2 separate regions of the Ovis aries genome follow, and region 1 is linked to region 2. The links are chromatin contacts, called in public Hi-C maps. All regions are on one chromosome and are shown on one strand. Each heading gives the region's core, a stretch centred on a gene start, on an enhancer-like site or on the middle of the called end of the contact. The rest is flanking DNA. Distances are from core to core; before and after follow the strand shown. Region 1 holds the start of SLC35C2 (solute carrier family 35 member C2). Region 2 has its middle 15 kb from the start of CD40.

Region 1 (2,700 bases), core at 88-2,587, 230 kb after region 2:
ACCTGTGCTCCCCACGTCAGACTCCTTCACGTGGCCAGAGTGGAGCACGCGGGCACCAAACCCACCTCTGACAGAACTCCAGGCCCATGCTCCTTCCTCTATACCAAGGCTTCCCAACTGTGGCATTAGTGCTATTTGGGGCTAGATAATTCTTTGCTGGGAGAAGCCCTGTCTGTGCACGGGAGGATGTTAAGCTGCATCCCTGGTCGTTGTGCACTAGGGGCCTGGACCATCCCTTCCCCGCAAGTTGGGACGACCAAAAATGTCTCCAGATGTTGCCAACTGTTAACCTGGGGGTTGGGGGTGGGAACCGCTCCCCCTTGAGACTGACTGCTAGGTCCCACAGGCAACTGCGGGGCCTGTTGGCACTAGGGGAGCTATCTCTTGGTACTCCCTCTCCCTGGTTAGCCCTGGGCTCCCACACCAGGATGGTCAGCACCCTGCTGGGAATTGATTTCTTATATCTCCTGGCTTCTGGAGTGGTTCCAGCTCCAACAGGCTCCAACACTGCCACGCAGGTGCTCCCTCCACTGTTCAAATCCTGCCCTTCTTTCAAGGAGCCAGCCCAGGCCCGCCACCTTCGGGAAGTCCCCATGAGGACCCCAGCCCACAGGGAGCACCTTTTCGAAAGTTAACGAGGCCCCTCACTGGTGTCCCTGCTTCCAATTCCTCCTACAGCCTGGAGGCAGCCATCCAGCTGCAGAGGTGGCCTGAGCACAGAAAGCAGACCAGGCCCTCACTGGGTTAATCCCAACTCCTCAGCAGACCCGAGGGGAAGGCCTCCCAGCCTCCGGCCTCTGCCAGCTTCTGCAACCTCATCTTCTCCTTCCCACCCCCCACCCGCCACGCTGGCCCCTGGCCATTTGTTCAACACATCAGGCCTGCGTCCTTTGTATTCGCGGTCGCAGATCTTTGCTTGGTTGAACATCTTGGGGCCTGGGGCGGGGTAGGGGTGTGGGGAGGGGGGCGTCTAATCCTGGTGGCACCTCCCACTGCCTGACGTTTCCTTGTTTGTCCACGTGTTTACCATCCACCCCCCGACTCCCACCCCACGGCGGGATGCGGCCTCTCCAAGTGCAGGGCCGGGTCCGCGCGATGCCCGCCTGGGTCCCGCCGCGGGGAAAGAGCGCGGAGGCCCGGGCCCCTCCATGACTGCGATACCGAGGCCCGGGAGGAGCATGACCCGGGCGGGCCCCGCGGCCGCGGCGCGCGGCGCCGAGCCTGGACCCCGCTCACAGCCCCGCCCTGGTCCCCCTCCAACCCCGGGAGCGCGCGGAAGGCCCGCCGCGCGCCCACTCACCTCGCACCGCCGGCGCTGCAGGCCCGGATCCTCCTGCCGGAAGTTCGAGGCCCACTGCCGCCACTGGGGGGCGCTTCTGCCGGAAGCCTCTGGGGGTGGGCCCGGGGCCAGGGGCGGGGCGTGTCGGGGGCGGGGCGGGGCGTGTCGGGGGGCTGGTCCTCCCGTGTGGTCTGCGAAACCGCGTGCTGCGCGCCCTGGCTCCCCAGGAATCCGGCCTGAGCATCCCCCTTGGTTGTGTCTCCTGTTGTCAACCGAGATCCTGGTCAACCAAGGTGCCTGCTGCAAGAGCCCTGCGCACCGCTGGCAGCCAGGAAAAGGTCACCTACTCATATATTGAAGTATTTACCTTATTCCAACCCAGTGCTGGGCAACCATGGAAATGCTTGTATCTCTCCTGGGCTTTTTCCTATGGGAGCTCAACCCAGCTAGGGAGTGATATCGGAGGCATCAGGTTTCAGGACTTAGAAGATCCGTTCAGTTCAGTCGCTCAGTCGTGTCCGACTCTTTGCTACCCCATGAATTGCAGCACGCCAGGCCTCCCTGTCCATCACCAACTCCTGGAGTTCACCCAAACTCATGTCCATTGAGTCAGTGATGCCATCCAGCCATCTCATCCTCTGTCGTCCCCTTCTCCTCCTGCCCCCAATCCCTCCCAGCATCAGTCTTTTCCAATGAGTCAACTCTTCGCATGAGGTGGCCAAAGTACTGGAGTTTCAGCTTTAGCATCATTCCTTCCAAAGAACACCCAGGACTGATCTCCTTTTGAATGGACTGGTTGGATCTCCTTGCAGTCCAAAGGACTCTCAAGAGTCTTCTCCACCACAGTTCAAAAGCATCAATTCTTCGGCGCTTAGCTTTCTTCACAGTCCAATTCTCACATCCATACATGACTATTGGGAAAACTACAGCCTTGAACAGACGGACCTTTGTTGGCAAAGTAAAGTCTCTGCTTTTGAATATGCTATCTAGGTTGGTCATAACTTTTCTTCCAAGGAGTAAGCATCTTTTAATTTCATGGCTGCAGTCACCATCTGCAGTGATTTTGGAGCCCCCCAAAATAAAGTCTGACACTATTTCCACTGTTTCCCCATCTATTTCCCATGAAGTGATGGGACCAGATGCCATGATCTTCGTTTTCTGAATGTTGAGCTTTAAGCCAACTTTTCTACTCTCCACTTTCACTTTCATCAAGAGGCTTTTTAGTTCCTCTTCACTTTCTGCCATAAAGGTGGTGTCATCTGCATATCTAAGGTTATTGACATTTCTCCCAGCAATCTGATTTCAGCTTGTGCTTCTTCCAGGTCAGCGTTTCTCATGATGTATTCTGCATATAAGTTAAATAAGCAGGGTGACAATATACAGGCTTGATGTACTCCTTTTCCTATTTGGAACCAGGTTTC
Region 2 (2,700 bases), core at 37-2,536:
CTTAGGGCTTTCCCTGGTTTTCAAAACAGGCTTGGTGCAGGTGTAGGGCAGGTAAGATGCAGCTGGGCGAGCAAATGCCCTGGATGTGTGCATGCATGCTCAGTCACACCAGTCGTGTCTGACTCTTTGCGACCCCTTGGACTGTAAGCCTGCCAGGTTCCTCTGTCCATGGGACCCTCCAGGCAAGAATACTACAGTGGGTTGCCATGGCCCTCCTCCAGGGGATATTCCCAACCCAGGGATTTAACCCACATCTCTTACATAATGCTCTGAATACTCTCAAACAAACAGAAGTGAAAGTTGGAGAATAAATGCCCCAGCCTCCTTGCCCTTGGGAGGGACAGATCTGAGGTGTGTTCTGTGCTGTCTCCTGGGTTCCCAGAGGGCTTGATTAACAGATGCCCTCTGCATGGGCTTCCTTTTCTTTTCTGTCTCATGTCCCACAGCCCCACTGGTGCCTCTTGGGCTCAACTCTCCAAAAAACTACCTGCATGCCTTCCTTGTTGCAGAGTCTGCTTTTGGAGAAGTCCACTCCAAGAGTCAGCATTGGCCAAGCATGAGAAGGTACAATTTTGTATATCTTGCATCCCTGACAAAGAGAAGGGGTTGTTATTCTTGGCAGCTGTAGCAAGTTCTGGGTTCTAAATGGACCTCAGCCAGGAACTTTTTAGGTGACCTTGGGGAAGTTGCTGTCTGGTTCTGAGGTTTCCCCTGCTCAGATATGATGAAGGACTGGGGTTCGATGAGTTCTAGTGCTCAGTGGCTTCAGTCGTGTCCAACTCTGTAGCCCGCCAGGCTCCTCTGTCCTTGGGGATTCTCCAGGCGAGAATACTGGAGTGGGTCGCCATGCCCTCCTCCAGGGGATCTTCCCAACCCAGTAATCGAACCCATATCCCTGGCGTCTCCTGCATTGTAGGCAGTTTCTTTACCCACTGAGCCACCCGGGAAGCCCATTATGAGTTCTAGGGAGCTTGCCAACTCTAAAAGAGGATCAGCCTACACTGTAGAGTCCACTCTGACCTGTGGATGAATGGGTGGGCGTGAAACTCGCATCAGCCTGAAGGTGGCGCCAAAGTAATGTCCGAAGACCCTGGCGGCTGGCTTCTGCCCGCTCTCATCCTCCCGTCATCCATCCGCCCGAGCCTCCTGCGACTTCTACTCTCCAACTTGATCCGTTTCTCGGGTCTCTCTCTCCACTGCTTCCTCCATTTAACAAGCATTCCTGCATTCCTCCTGTGGCCTCTCCTCCAGCTAGGGTTGTGCGTGCCCTGCTCAGTCACTTCAGTCGTGTAGAGTTGAGCAGGGAGCACCAAGAATGCGCAGGGCCGGAGCGCTCTGTGCTAGGCACAGGGCTAAGAACTTCACACGCTTGTCTAAAGCCCCTAGGACAACCCCGAATAAGGCACAGTCTCTTCGAACGCCCAGCTTACAGATGGAGGCTCAGAGGCTAAATGACTTGCTAAGGCCTGAAGAATTAGAGCTGGGATTTAGGCCTAACTGGTTGATCCAAAACCTCTGGCGAGTGAAAACCCAGGCACACGTCATTAGGCTGTTAAAAGGCCGTGTGACTGCCCAGGGCAGAAGAAAAGGCCCCGCAGGAGCAGGTAACCTTTAGGGCTGGGGTAACACAGGGGCTGGAGAGCAAGACAGGCAGGTTGGGGGAGTCAGGACGGCAGAGCCTCTGGGCAAAGCCGCAGCAAGGCTCTGTCCATCTTGTGGGGGCGGGGGAGGTGGCATCTATGGATTCTATCCAGTGGTTGCCCTCTAAGAATGAAAGTTATATATTGCTGGGCATCCAGATTTCTATATTAAATCTCCCAATGTTTAAATGCTACCAATCCCCCAAGTTAAAACCGTGAGAGCTCAAGACAGCATATCACAGAGGGTTGAAATTAAAAGCGACTGGGAATTTCATTGTATTCAGCACTTTTCTTTTATAATTAAAAAAATTTTTCGGCCACATTGCGTGGCACAGTTATCTGCCCAGGGATCGAACCCACGCCGTGGAAGAGTGGAGTCTTAAGCGCTGGACCTCCAGGGAAGAGCTACTTTTGTTTTCTATGAGGGGAGACTGAGGCCCTGGGAGGGTCCAGAGTCAGGTCAGGCCACATGTGCCAGGCAGGTTGTCTCTTTTCTCTGCACCCCAGCTCGGAGGCTGGAGAATTTCTGGGGCCTTAGGCTCCACCCTGCGACCCTGGTTAACTGGATCTAAAACACTGAAATTCTAGGACTGGGGGGGCAAGGGCTGAGCTGGCTGTAATGCCCTCTTAATTTGATGACAACCCCCACCCCATCTCGGCCCTCAGGCATATACTCACACACTCTCCCCTTGAGCCTTCAGGGCTCTGCAGTTGATTCCTTGGGCAGCAGAAGTTATTAAAGAGTCTGCCCCGAAGGATTTCTCTCCCCAAGAGTGATTCTAGCTCAGAAAATTACCAACCCACCTGCAGGGGTGGGGAGATACAGTTTTAATTTGTTTAAAAAAAAAAAAAAAAAGAAAAAAAAAAACCCATGCTGTGGTCCTGGAGTCTGGGGGATGGGGGAAGCTCATTGGGGGAGGGGTCTTCTGGGATGTGCAACATTGCTGGCAAGTGAAAACCCAGGCACACGTCATTAGGCTGTTAAAAGGCCGTGTGACTGCCCAGGGCAGAAGAAAAGGTGTGTGTGAGGGGGTCGGTGATCAGTAAAATCAGTGTGCAG

The links. Hi-C and Micro-C count contacts between places; a contact is called where the count stands out from the background.
Region 1: a Hi-C map of hypothalamus shows a contact between it and region 2, with 2.7 times the contacts expected there. The contact joins the promoter of SLC35C2 here to the enhancer-like site in region 2. A contact is called at or near these places in 3 of 16 Hi-C or Micro-C datasets (hypothalamus, muscle and tail adipose tissue).

The regions. Positions count from the first base shown.
Region 1 is chr13:75,071,624-75,074,323 of ARS-UI_Ramb_v3.0, forward strand. It overlaps SLC35C2 (solute carrier family 35 member C2), which reads right to left and starts at 1,338. Exons shown (of 10, transcript XM_042230217.1): 1 at 1-1,338.
Region 2 is chr13:74,837,320-74,840,019 of ARS-UI_Ramb_v3.0, forward strand. No RefSeq gene overlaps it. Among named protein-coding and RNA genes, the nearest start is that of CD40, 15 kb to the left of the region's middle. Within about 2 kb of position 1,287, at least 11 of the 54 cell types and tissues checked have an H3K27ac peak or open chromatin away from gene starts, as enhancers often do. A contact at or near this core is called in hypothalamus, where this site is marked.